Regions from separate parts of the Sus scrofa genome. Here regions 1 and 3 are each linked to region 2. Evidence: chromatin contacts called from public Hi-C and targeted proximity ligation data. All regions are on one chromosome and are shown on one strand. The core of a region is the stretch at or near the end of the contact, and the rest is flanking DNA. Distances in the headings are between cores, read along the strand shown.

Evidence for each region. Hi-C and Micro-C count contacts between places; a contact is called where the count stands out from the background.
Region 1: a contact with region 2 is called in a Hi-C map of retroperitoneal adipose tissue, with 3 times the contacts expected there. A contact is called at or near these places in 1 of 5 promoter capture datasets (liver), 18 of 47 Hi-C or Micro-C datasets (adipose tissue, alveolar macrophages, blood and 13 more) and 2 of 2 datasets of targeted methods (alveolar macrophages and skeletal muscle).
Region 3: a contact with region 2 is called in a targeted proximity ligation map of alveolar macrophages. A contact is called at or near these places in 4 of 47 Hi-C or Micro-C datasets (epiblast stem cells, heart right ventricle, liver and 1 more) and 1 of 2 datasets of targeted methods (alveolar macrophages).

What each region holds. Positions count from the first base shown.
Region 1 is chr5:80,135,857-80,140,562 of Sscrofa11.1, reverse strand. No RefSeq gene overlaps it. Among named protein-coding and RNA genes, the nearest start is that of CHST11, 69 kb to the right of the region's middle.
Region 2 is chr5:79,518,758-79,523,233 of Sscrofa11.1, reverse strand. ALDH1L2 (mitochondrial 10-formyltetrahydrofolate dehydrogenase) reads right to left here. Exons shown (of 24, transcript XM_001926587.6): 10 at 3,078-3,225. It also overlaps the pseudogene LOC102158073. Among named protein-coding and RNA genes, the nearest start is that of ALDH1L2, 28 kb to the right of the region's middle.
Region 3 is chr5:80,285,742-80,290,643 of Sscrofa11.1, reverse strand. No RefSeq gene overlaps it. Among named protein-coding and RNA genes, the nearest start is that of TRNAA-UGC, 46 kb to the right of the region's middle.

The DNA.
Region 1 (4,706 bases), core at 1,668-4,167, 620 kb before region 2:
CACTTAGAGTTAATTTTTGTATGAAGTGTGTGGTTTAGGTTGAGGATTTCTTGGTTTTGTTGTAGGGTTTTTTGTTTGTTTGCCTATGGGTATCCAGTTGTACTAGCACTATGCATTGAAAAGGCTGTCTTTCTACCTTTGAATTTCTTTTGCACCTGCCAAAAACCAGTTTAGCATATTTGTGTGGATCGATTTGGGGGTTCTCTGTTCTGTTCCATTGATCTGCGTGTCTGTTCTCCACCAGCATTACACACTTGTGATTAATTTGGCTTCATAAGTCTTGAATTTGAGTAGACTGATTTCCTCCCACTCTATTCTTCTCTTTCAAAATTCTTTTAGCTATTCTAGTTTCTTTGCCTTCCCATATAAAGCTTTTTTTTTTTTTTTTTTTTTTTTTTGTCTTTTTAGGACTGCACCTGTAGCATATGGAGGTTCCCAGGTGAGGGGTCGAATTGGAGCTGTAGTCGCTGGCCTACACTACAGCCTCAGCAATGCCAGATCCTTAACCTACTGAGCAAGACCAGGGATCAAACCTTCGTCCTCATGGATGCTAGTCAGATTTGTTTCTGCTGAGCCATGACGGGAACTCTGCCCACATAAAGTTTAGAATAATCTTATCTGTATCTACAAAAGTCTCGCTAGGAGTTTGAGAGGAATTGGGTTAAACCTGTCTATCAAACTGGGGAGAATTGACACCTTTACTGTACAGAGTTTGCCAATCCATGACCATGGAAGGTCTCTTCATATATTTAGATCCTCTGTGATTTCTCTCATAAATATTTTGCAGTTTTCAGCATATAAGTCCTATACATGTTTTGTTAGATTTACACCTAAGTATTCCATCTTTTTGTGAACAATTGTAAATGGTATTGTTTTCAAAATTTTGATGTCTGTGCGTTCATTGCTAGTGTATAGATATCCAGTTGATTTTTGTATATTTATTTTGTCACCTGTGTCTTTGCTAAACCCCCTTATTAGTTTGAGAATATTTTTGTAGATTTCCTGGCAGTTTTCTACATGGACAGTCATGTCAACTGCAAACACATCTTCCTTTCTGGTCCAAATGCCTTTTATTTCCTTTTCTTGCCTTACTTCACTGGCTAGAACTTTGAGCACTCTTGTAAGAGTGGTTAAGAGTAGATGTCTTTGGGGGTTCCTACTACGGTGCAGTGGGTTAAGGATACGGCATTGCCTTTGGTGGTGAGGGTTCAATCCTCGGCCTGGCTCAGTGGGTTAAGGATCTAGTGTTGCCACTGCTGTGGCTGTGGTTACTGCTGTGGTGAAAATTCAATCCTGGATCCAGGAACTTCCGCATGTTGAGGGCTTGGCTCAAAAAACAAATAAAAAGGAGTAGAGGTCTTTGTCTTGTTCCCAACATTATGGGAAAGCATTCAGTCTTTCAAGATTAAGTAGAGTTTTGTGGGTTTTGGTAGATATTCTTTTTAGAAAATGTTCCTCCATTTCCACTTTTTCTGAGTGTTTTTAAATCACAAATGGGCATTGAATTTTGTCAAATGCTCTTTTCTGCATCAATTTATATGAATATGGGATTTTCTTCTTTAGCTTGTTAGTATAGTAGATCTCACTGATTATTTTCAAATATTAAATCAGCCTTGCATGTCTGGGATAAATTCTTTGTATATACTGCTGGATTCCACTTGCTAATATTTTATTAAGGATTTTGTATCTATATTCACGAAGAATATTGATCTTTAGTTTTCTTTTTTTGTACTGCCTTTGTCTGGTTTGATATCAGGGTAATACTAGGATAATACTAACTTCATAAAGTGAACTGGAAATGTGCCCTCCTCGTGTATATAGCGTTAATTCTTCTTTAAGTATTCTGTAGAATCCTCCAGTGACACCACCTGGGTGGGTGTGGAGACATCTTTTAGGGGGAGCTTTTAATTACAAATTCATTTTCTTAATAGTTGTACGTATATTCATATTATCTAGTTCACATTGAGTGGGTTACATTCATTTGTATTTTTCAAGGAATTGGTCCATTTTATCTAAATCGTCAAATAATGTGTATTCTCGACAGCTTTTTTTTTTTTTTTTTTGGTCTTTTTACCTTTTCTAGGGCTGCTTCCACGGCATATGGAGGTTCCCAGGCTAGGGGTCTAATCGGAGCTGAAGCCACTGGCCTACGCCAGAGCCACAGCAATGAAGGATCCGAGCCGCGTCTGCGACCTACACCACAGCTCACGACAAACCGGATCCTTAACCCACTGAGCAAGGCCAGGGACCAAACCCACAACCTCATGGTTCCTAGTCGGATTCGTTAGCCACTGAGCCACAACGGGAACTCCTCAACAGCTTTTTGAAATTCACTTTCCTCTGCTAGTTCCTCTCATGTTGCAATGAGATGCTGATTCCCCCACACAGCTTCCCCACCCTCAATCAGGTCACAGAGCTGATAAATGATGAAAAGAATTATTCTGTGTCTCAACCCAGAACCAGCATCCTGGACCCTCAGGCAGAGCCCAGGATGGGACAATCCCAATATAAGCTCACAGAGTTTCAGGAGGAACTGGCCATGGGCTTCTCGAAAGTGTCCCAGACCCGATAGGGAGGGAAACACCCTAAGTCACCTCCCTGGTGAGACCTCAGAGGAAGAAGAGCCCTTCCGGACCAGGTTTGAGAAGAAACGTTGAGGACCCTGGGCACCACTAGGTGGCGCTCAGCATGCACAGTTTCTCGCAGTGGCCGGCGGTGGATCCAAGAAGCTCTGCCTCGGAAGACAAGGCTGTGAGGCATTTTGTTCGTTAGAGAGATGAGCTCTAGAATTCAGAGCCTGCAAAAAGACCCCAGGGACAGAGGGCTGATGGCGTTTGCAACCCTCTCTGAGGCTTCCCTGCAGGCAAAGGTGCTATGGCTTGGGAGGGCGGAGCTGGCTGCCGGAAGTCAGAGGCGCCAAAGCACAGCTGCGGAGGCAAGAACATCCTCCCAGAGCTTCTGAGCGGTGACCCTCCAGCCGGTCCTGCCGCATCCTGAAGAATCTACGTCAGTCCCCTTCGAGGGCTGTTCCTCAGCGCCGTATCCCTCACACGATCCAGCCCCTCATTCAATACACTTTCAGGGAAGAGCCCTCTGCAGTCCACTGGGAGGCCGAGGGTGCTCCTGCCTCTGCCACCTGACTGCACCTCCGCCGAGTCTGGAGCAGCTTCTTTCCTAGATTCTGCGCCAAGTCCAAATCCTGACTCAACCTCTCACAGGCGGTGCCACCTTGGGAAGTCACTTAACCTTGTGACCTCAGCTTCACGTCTGCCACCTGGGGATGATGATGACACCATCTCATAAAGTTGTGACGCCCTAATTTAGGTTTTCATTTTCCTTCCTGTCCTGTGGAAAAGAGAAGAACTTTCCTTGGAGCCTCCTGCTCTAGGATGTGCAGGACCTAGTGAGCCCTCCATGGGGCTTTGAAGGTATTTTTATCATCACTCTTTTATTGCTACTCTTTGTGCCTTTTCTACCCCAGCCCTAGCGGCAGATGCATCCACATTCTACTGCTGCTCTAACAGATGACTACAAATGGAGTGGCTGAAAACAACGTACATTTGGCGTTCCCTGGTGGCACAGAGGGTTGTCACTGCTGTGCCATGGGTGCGATCCCTGGCCTGGAAACTTCTGCATGCTGTGGGTGTGGCCAAAAAGAAAAAAAAATGCAGATTTATTCCCTTGAAGTTCTGGTGTCCAGAGTCTATAAGCAAGGTGTTGGCAGAGCTGAGTTGTTTTTAGAGGCTTCAGGGAATAATTCGTCTCCCCATCTTCCAGGGCCACCCACATTCCTTGGCTCGTGACCCCCCCACCTTCTGGCATCACTCTGACCTCTGGCTTCCATCATCCCATCTTCTGCTTACCCTCATCCTCTTTCCTCCCTCTTCTAAGGATCCTTTTGCTTTGGACCCATTCAAATAATCCGGGACAGTTCGAAGCTCTGTGCCTTAATGATGGTAACCGAAGGGCAGAGGAGTGCTTCACAGGAGGCTCCAGGGAAAGTTCTTCTCTTTTCCACGGGACAGGAAGGAAGACGAAAATCGCTGAAGCAGTAGGCATGGGAAGATGCCACATGCAAAAGAGTTTCATCACAGCATGGCCTGTAACAGCGGACAACTCAAGGAAATCATAGACTTTGGTTAAGAAGGTGGTGGCGTATTGAGAAAAAATTGCTGTGCTGATATTTAAAATTATGTAGTGACTATAAAACATGAAGAAAGATTTGCAGAATAGTTTTGAGAGAAAAAATTATACACACAACTGTGTGTGTATATATGTACCTATGTATGTGTGGCCTATCTATCCGTGATTATAACCATGTAAACATTATGTGAGTTTATAAGAATTAAAGTCAGGAGTTCCCTTCGTGGCTCAGCGGTTAATAAACCTGACTAGGATCCATGAGGATGAGGGTTTGATCCCTGGCCTCACTCAGTGGGTTAGGATCCGGTGTTGCTGGGATCTGTGTTGTAGGTTGCAGACACGGCTCGGATCTGGCATTGCTGTGGCTGTGGCATGGGCTGGGGCTACAGCTCCGATTGTCCCCTAGCCTGGGAACTTCCATGTGTCGCACGTGTGCCCCAAAAAGCAAAAAAAAAAAAAAAAAAAAAAAAAGGAATTAAAATTAGAGGCCATTATTAATAAATGAAAATAATTACTTTGTAAGGCTGCTGGGATTTTGAACAGCTAAAAATACCCTGTAAACT
Region 2 (4,476 bases), core at 909-3,408:
GAAGAGAGGAAGAAGGGGGCAGAAAGAATATTTGAAGAAATAATGGTTGAAAATGTCCAAAACTTGATGAAAAACATTAATCTGCACATCCAAGAAGATAAATAAACTCCAAGTAGAAAAATCTTAAAGAGATCCACCCCTAGACACATCATAATAAAATGGTCAAAAGAGAAAGAGAGATTTGAAAGCAGCAAGAGAGAAGCAACTCATCACATAAAAAGGATCCTCAATAAAATTAATAGATGATTCATCCTGAGAAACCATGGAAGTCAGAAAGCAATAGGATGACATATTCAAAGTGCTGAAAGACTGTCAACCCCAAATTCTATATATGGCAAAAACATCCTCTAAGAACAAAGGAGAAATTATGTCATTTCCAAATGAACGAAAACTGAGATAATTCTTTGCTAGCACATTGCTTTTCAAAAAATACTAATACTAAAAGATGTCCTCCAGGTGGAAACAAAAGGACACTAGATAGTAACTTAAATCTACATGAAGAAATAAAGAACACTGAGAAAGGTAAATATAAGTCAGTATAAATGCATTTTGTTTTGGGGTTGTTTTTTTTTTTTTTTCAGGGCTCTTTGCAAAGGTACTGAATGTGTAGTTGCAAGAAGCTAGCAGTTGCGGCAGTTTTGTCTAAAGCTTCACTACGTTTCCCTTGGCCAAAAATGCACTAAGTCATCTCAGAGTTCGAAGCATTCAGCAAACAATGGCAAGGCGGAGCCACCAGAAGCAGGCACCTGATTTCCATGACAAATATAGTAATGCTATATTAGCTAGTGGAGCCACTTTCTGTGTTGCTGTGTTGCAACACAAATTACAATCGAATGGAACCTGTCCCCTGTTGGCAGAGTCACCCCAAAGGACTGGAGAGAAGAGCAATCATCCCAACTGGTTTAATACTGAATTGTTTCAAAACCACCTCATAATTAATGCCAAGTAAAAGCTCTCTGTACCCATTAAAATATGGCATGACTGAAGAAATAAAGTATATTTGAAATCTTCAAAAAATGCATTTGTTTTTAAGTTCTTTCCTTCTCTTATCTGATTTAAAAGACAACTGCACAGAGCAATAACTATAAAACTATGCCGGTGGACTTATAATGTATAGAGATGTATCTGCATGACAATAATAGCACAAATAAGAGGGTTGGAAGCAGAGCTACACAGTAGCAAAGTTCTACACTTGTTGGTATTAATCTGAGCTAGAAGGTTTTAAGAAAAATGTCTATGGGAATCCTCAAGGCAATCACTAGGAAAATAACTAAAAATATACAGCAAAAGAAATGAGAAGAGGTTAAACTAGCATACTAGACAAAATCACTTAACAAAAAAGAAAGCAGTAAAGGAGGAATCAAGGAGCAAAAAAAAAAAAAGAAAAAAAGAAAGAAACCCATAAAATAGACATATAGAAGCACGTGTCAAAGGAACAGAGATAAATTAGACTTAATCAAATTTTAAAACTTCTGTGTGTTAAAGGACACTATGAAAAAAAAATGAAAAGACAACCTGTAGAATGGGAGAAAATATTTAGAAATAATATATCTGACTAGGGTCCAGTATCTAAAATATAGAAAGGCCTTGTAAACTTAAAAACAGGCCAAGGATTTGAATATATATTTCTCCAAAGAAGATATACAAATGGCCAATAAGCGCATGAAAAGAGGTTTATCAGGAGTTCCCGTCGTGGCGCAGTGGTTAACGAATCCGACTAGGAACCATGAGGTCGCGGGTTCGGTCCCTGCCCTTGCTCAGTGGGTTAACGATCTGGCATTGCCGTGAGCTGTGGTGTAGGTTGCAGACGCGGCTCGGATCCCGCATTGCTGTGGCTCTGGCATAGGCTGGCAGCTACAGCTCCAATTAGACCCCTAGCCTGGGAACCTCCATATGCCGTGGGAGCGGCCCAAGAAATAGCAAAAAGACAAAAAAAAAAAAAAAAAAAAAAAGAAAAGAGGTTTATCATTAGTCATTAAGGAAATGTACATTAAAATCACAACGAGATACGATTTTATACCCACAACAGCTGAAACAGAAAAGACAGACCACAGCATATGTTGGTGAGGACATGAAAATTAGAAGCCTCCTACGTTGCTAGTGGCATTGTAAAATGGGGTAGTCACTTTGGAAAACAGCTGGGTAGTTCCTCAAAAAGTTAAACACAGAGTTACTACATGACTCACCAAGGCCACTTCCAGATATTTACCCAAGAGGGTTGAGAACATATGGTCACCCAGAAACTCATACATGAAGTTTCAGAGCAGCATTATTTATAATAGCTCCAACGTGGAAACAACCCAAATGAACATCGACTGAGGAGTGGAGAAACAAAATGTGGTTTATCCACACAGTGTAGTATTTAGCCAGAAAAAGAAATAGAGCGGTAGTATTCTCTACAACGTGGATGACCCTTGAACACATCATGCTGAGAGAAAGAAGCCAGATGCTAAAGGTCACTCGTTCTAGAATTCCATTTGTATGAAATATCTAGACGAGGCAAATGCATAGAGACAGAATGTAAATGAGTGGTTTCCAGGGGGCAGGAGCTGGGAGAGGAGAGCACGAATGATTGCCAGTGAATACTGGGTTTCTTTGGGGGGCGTGATAAAAATGTTCCAAAATCAGACCGTGGTGATGGTTGCACAACTCAGTGAATACACGAAAAACCAATGAAGTGTACATTTTAAAAGGGTGAAATGTATGGTACCTGAATTCAAATCTCAATAAAACTGTCATTTTAGGAGTTCCCTTCGTGGCGCAGCAGAAACAAATCTGACTAGGAACCACGACGAGGTGGTAGGTTTGATCCCTGGCCTCGCTCGATGAGTTAAGGACCCCGGTGTTGCTATGGGCTGTGATGTAGGCGGCAGAGCAGCTCGCATCTGGCGTCACTGTGGCTACCGTGTAGGCCAGCAGCTGCAGCTCCGATTCGACCCCTAGCCTGAGAACCTCCACATGCTGCAGGTGTGGCTCTAAAAAGCAAAACAAACAAACCAAAAAACACTGTCATTTTTAAGAGGTTGCAAGTGTAAAAAGCAATGGAGGCAAGCCCCCTCATTCCTGCGCAGGCTTACGTAATCCACCACAAGCTCCTCTTCCTGATCGTCCCCTCTCAGTTTCCGCACAACTTTCTGGATGAAGTCTTCAAACTTGGTGGCCATGTAAACATCTTCATTCTGCAGCTGAAGCCCTCCACATTTCTGCCTGATCTCTTCAACCAGCCTGAAGGGAAGAACAAGCTCATGTGACTGACATTCTATTACAGAGTTTAGGAAGGCTGTATCATTACATTTAAGTTGCTTTGAGGTCAGATGTATGTCACATGCCCATTTATGTCTCTTTGATATTAATCAGAGAAGTTGATAAGATTGGGAGATAAAAATTGTAAAGCTGTATTGAAGGACAGGGGCAATTTGAAAATAAAAAACTTTACACATGACGAGAAATATAAGAAATCAAGGCAAAGACATTTTAATTAACTTGCAAGCAAGATGATAAATGGCACATAAAGTCAGTTTCTTTCCTTCTAAATGTACTCAAGGATTAAGAAATCAGTCTCTTGTGACAGAAGATGATGGAAGATAAGAAAAAGAATGTATACAGGTATGACCAGGTCACTTTAATTACAGCAGAAATTGACACGACATTGTAAATCAGCTATACTGTAATAAAAATTTTTTAAAGAAATAAAGGATATTTCTGAACTGGGAAGATGATGAGAAACAAAAGTCATATCACAGAATATGTTCTCCAGTTCCTATGTGAGAATAAAATAAACATTTGTTTGTATTCCGTGGATAAGACAGGTACAAACTAAAACAATGGAGTGTGTTCATATAATTTGTAAACTCCTTTCCAATCTTTTGATTTTTCACTGTTAATGTTTTAAATGACAGCTGTAGTTCGACATTTCTTGAACAACAATAGTGTACTAGATGCAGTGGAGAAAGCCTATCATAGTTTTTCAGCCATTTATTCTCTAAAAGAGATAAGGCGCCTTGTTAGTTCGAAATGCTATCAGATGATGGTGATAAGTCAGACACTCAAACAGGAAATGGATAATTCCTGCAGGAGTATCTTGCTTGCAAAAAAAAAAAAACAAAAAACTAAGAAAGAAAGACTAAAAGTACAATGTTGCAATCTTCAGTTGAACAAATTAGAAGTTTCTGAGAAATCAGTGCTGAGGAATCTGTAACTTGAGGGACCAAAACTCTTCACTTCTGATAATGACATCTGCTCTCGAGAGGATTGTTTTTGATTATTGGAATAAAAAAGATCCATGAATGAAGGGACTTTGGCTTGTTCATAACTGTACCCCCAGTGCAAAAAACAGCTCCTGATACGTCTTAAACGTGCAATAAATTGTGTTACATACATGAGTGAATAAATGAGTAAAACAGAGTTTTCATCAAGAAGGGTAATGAATTCATCCTGCTTTGAGAATCCTGTCAACATGAAAGACTGTCAAGAGGC
Region 3 (4,902 bases), core at 2,279-4,778, 770 kb before region 2:
TCTGACCATCATCAGCCTGATACCAAATAGAATGCCAGATAGATGGCATTTAAAGCTTTGCAACCGGATGAGGTCAACAAAGAAGCAAATCCAGATTAAGATAGATCGATAGAAAGAAAGTTGCAGGGCTGAGTCTTGGGGTACTTCAACATCAAGTGCCAGAGGGATTGGGGAGGAGCCAGCAAAGGAGACTGAGAACAGGCAGCCAGCAAGATAGGAGGAAATATAGGAAAATGTGGTACCCTGGAAGCCAACTGCGCCAAGGAGGAGAACATTTAAGATGGACAGGTCAAGTAAGGTGAGGACTGAGAATTGACTCTTACTGGGTAAAATCAGACTGGGCCTGTCTTTCGATGCTCTTAAAATGAATCATGTATAATTAAATTAAAACTCAAAACATTTCCCAGGGCCAAGTCCTTTCATGTATAAGGATGAGTGGCTTGCAGTATCACAATGATTAGAGGGGTTAGTGGTTGAGAGCAGAGGCCTGGAAGCCAGGAGATCTAGATTGGCATCAGAACTCTCTTCTGGGAAAGAGGAATAATAATAGTCTCTACCACATGGGGCTCTTGTGCCCATAACATGAGATAATGTGCAGAAAGTACTAAGCAGGATGCCTGGCTTGTCTACAGTGACCAAGATATTGTTGATATATGATAGGATGACTCAAGCACGTGACTCTCAGCTACTTTTGCATAGACTTTTGTTTTTTGTTTTAAATGGAGAAGCCATCATTTTAGTTAAACACGTGGTTTAAATACAGACAGGAGGGCCACAATTGGAATTTGGCTGACAAAATAGTAGTTTTAGCATAAATCGAACAAGCCTATTAAAAAAAGGCTCTTTAGGGTCAGCAGATGCAAACTATTGCATTTGGAATGGAAGAGCAATGAGGTCCTGCTCTATAGCACAGGGAACTATATCCAGTCACTTGTGATGGAACTTGATAGAAGATAAGAAAATGAATGTATATTTATGTGTAACTGGGTCACTTTGCTATACAGCAGAAATTGACAGAACATTGTAAATCAACTATCATTAAAAAAAAAAATCTCTTCAACAATCACTCCAACTGAACAAAGAAAACAGACTTGGCTCATGGAGGGAGATTTTCTTTGCCTTTAAAAGTCCTGACTGAGTTATATTCGTTATTATGATAGACGGCAAACTCCTGTGTGAGGCTGTTATTAAGATTCACTTCAGCTTGAGGCGGTGTCTATTTTTAAAAGGCTTTGGTTCAGCTTTTATTTGCTTTCCATATTTAAGCAAAGAAACACCCAGAGTTTTCCAAGTGCCTTTTTGACTCTGGGTTGCTCCCAGGAAAAGCAGGAAATAAGCTTGCCCACAAACCCAGATAAAACAAAGAACCTGCACCATTGCCACACATCTGGTGACCAGACAAGTTGCCCAAATCCCAACCGCAATGGAAGTTCCTCACGAGCAGGAAACTCTGTAACCCTAGAACAGAGCCGGATATGGGCTGGATGTTTTAACATATGTTAATTAATTGAAAGAAGGAAAAACAGCACGGTACTGATTGAGAAGAGGGACACACACCCCTGGGCACACACAAACTTGAGGTGGCCCAATGTGGTTTTGGTGTTAAAAAGATCACCCTTGGGAGAGTGGAACTTTTCATTCATTACCACTAGGAGTACAAATGGGGACTGCTTTTCTGGAAAAGCAATTTGGCCATGTGTAAGAAGAGCCTTAAAGCTGTAAACACAAAGATACTCACTGCAACCCCATTCATAATATTTCAAAACAAGCATCAAAGTAAATGTCTAAAAGAACCAGGTGGGCGTAGTGCGGTAGCTCTACTGGAAGGACTATTACACGGCTAGTTAGTAAAGATGTTTCCTCCCTTCTTTTCTTGAGTATGGATTTCCTGCAAGGTCCTAGGCACTGTTCAGGCTTTTGGGATACAGCAAAGGAAAAAATACGTAAAGTTGCTAGTCTGCTGGGGTGTACATTTTTGGAGGAGGGACGTGGAAGCTGGGGAAAAATATAGGACGTGGAAGAATATAGGGCAAATCAGAAGGCTGTCAGTGCCATATAAACAAAAGAGACGGTAAGGGGGTGAAAAGCTGGGTGCAAAACTATTCATTGAGGGGAAAGAACAAACCTGGAAAGAAGGAGTAGACAGCAAATGTAGTTTAAAGGGAAGGATTTTGGATGGTGCTTTTTCCCCCCCTTTTTATGGCCACGCCCCCTGCATGTGGCACGTGGAGGTTCCCTGGTCAGTGACTGGGTCCAAGATGCAGCTGTGACCTACTCCGCAGCTGCGGCAACCTGGGCTCCTTCCACCCACTGCTCCCAGCCTCCAGCCGCGCCTCTGCAGCGACCTGACCCGCTGCAGTCTGATTCTTAGCCCACTGCTCCACAGCCAGGAATCCCTCCTTCTTTCACCTTTGTATTTTCCTGTTTATCTTTGGTGAGTGTATTTTAATGTGAAAAGAAAAAAACGCACTTGCTTGAAAGAGAAGGGGCGCGGGAGCAGGGTGTCGCCGGCGGCGGCCGGCAGGGGGCGCTCGGCCTCCGCTCGGCGTTGCTCGCCGCGCGTTCCCACAGGGCCCCGCGCGCCATGGGCTGCGCCAAGAGCAAGGAGGCGCGGGCGGCCGTGCGGGAAGCCCAGGGCAAGAGAGGACGTGGCGGCCGCTCAGTAGGTATGACCGAGGGCCACGTCGCGGCCCCGGGGCCCTCCAGACGGTCGGCGACCACCGGCCCTGGTTGGGTCCCTCGTCCTGGAGCCTTCGGCCTGGCAGCCCTTGGCCGTCGTCGTGAGCCCGACGACGGGCGCCGGCCTGGAGAATCCAGAAACGGGCGAGGCCTTGGGGATGCCCCGCGGCGGGAAAGAGCCACCGCCCCGTGTTTACCCCAGGACACGTCGGTGGTGGCGGCCGTCCAGGTAGCGTTCAAGGTGGTCGGAGGCTGGTGCTGGGCAGCCACGATCTGAGAAGACCGTTCAGAGCTAACCCTACGGAGAATTACGGGTCCCTTTCCTGCCTGCGGGCTGTTGAGTGTGTATTGAGTTTCCAAAGAAAGGAAACATACTACCCATCGGGAATTACCTTCCTTTCTTGAGAATCCGGGACCCAGGGCTGAGGGTGAAGGAGCTAAGCCCCAAGGGAAGTTTAGGTCTTTTAACTGGGCAGGTCTTGGGTGGCGCCCAAGGACCCCCAGGCCCCCCCCACCTTCTTGCCATCCATCCCAAATCTTATCAGACAGACCTTCCCCTTTCCCACCCCCTATCTTAGCTTCCTTCCCTCCTTCCTCCCTCCCTCCCTTTCACATTTCTGACACCACCATCCCATTTTATCCGTTCAGTTACTCTTTGAGATGGGAAAGGTTGCTTCTGTTTTCTCCACTTTGCAGTTAGTGAATAATAATGGCGAACAGTTATTGAGCAGTGTTTCAAGCACTTGACATGAATTATCTTGTTTCACTTTATCAGCAGTACCCTGAGACGGGTGAATCATACCCTCACATTTTACAGATGAAGTAACTGAAACACAAGGGGTTATGAAACTAGCTGGGATCTAAGCTGAGGCATCTTGGCTCCAAAGTGCAGATCCTAACCCTTGTACAGCTCCCCTCCCCTCTTGGTTTTACAAGTGTGAAAACGGAGACCCAGAAAAGTAACAATTCCCACGAATGGAATTGTTAAATGCTGGAGGATCTGTCTCTTTCAATTTAGTTAGCAGAGCATATGGTGAAAGGCTCAGAGGAATGGAAAAAAACAGCCAAGTGAGGCAGGCAGCTCCTTGGAAGAGCTAGGACTTGGCAGGGAGTGTCTGACGGGAAAAGCTCATGCTCACCCCTGGGAGCAGCTGACAAGACCATCCTGGAGGAGCTGAGGACCTAAGTGGGGGAAGGGAAGAATGGGAGAGAAGGTTGAGTGGGGGGCAGTTCCTGCTCAAGCACAAGCAGCTCGTTTGTGGCCATCCCTTGGCTTTCTTCCCATCTACACAGGGGAGGGTTAGTCTGTGTGTCCTAAATTTGCCTTTCCTGTACCAGGTTTAGGATTTCTCCCATATCCATGTACTACTATTTACTATCTTTAATTACACCCACCCTTTGAAATACTTTTTAAGTGAAGTATACTGTACGTACAGAAAAGTGCAATTATTGTAATACAGCTTACTAAATTTTTGCAAACTAAACAGCCCTATCCAGCCAGCACCCAGGTAGAGAAACACTTCCAGTCCCCCCCAGAAACCCCCCACCACCCATGCCCCTTACTCCCACACCAAGGCAACCACTTGGCTGATTTCTAATAGCATGCATTTCTCACCTGCCCTGCAGTTACTGTTTGAAATAAATTTAGCACTGTTTTAAGCATTAATCTATGAAAGCCCTGCATCGTTCTGGATGTTTTTCTGTACACAGACATATTTGCATCCAATTGAAATTTAAAATGTTCTTTCATGTATCACCTGTAAACATTCTAGAAGGTGTCTTCCTTGGGTATCGCCAGTGATCTGCACACCGGATTTGGTGAAATGTTAGACGACATGTTCTCTCAGTTCCCTCCCACTGCAAAAGTATGTGCCTCGGTTCCAAGAAACTGATTTCTTAAGTGAGCAGCCAGAATCTAATGTGAGGTTTCACACAATCTGGCCCAAGTTGTAATGGTGAAGAATGTCTTAATTGAATGACTCTTCAAGGAAGCAGCTATTACTTAACAGGCACGAGGGACACCAGGAAATAAGGCATGATCTCAGCCCTTAACATAGGGGCTAGTGCGGAGGAATAACAGAAAATGCTGTGTCATCATGTGTAATCAAAAAGGTAGATGGGTACAAGATACCTGGGAAGAAGAGTAAACTTCTGAGTGCTGAGAGTTTATATTTCTACCATGACACACATTCCATCCTATTTTGATTAACTCGTAAACACTTA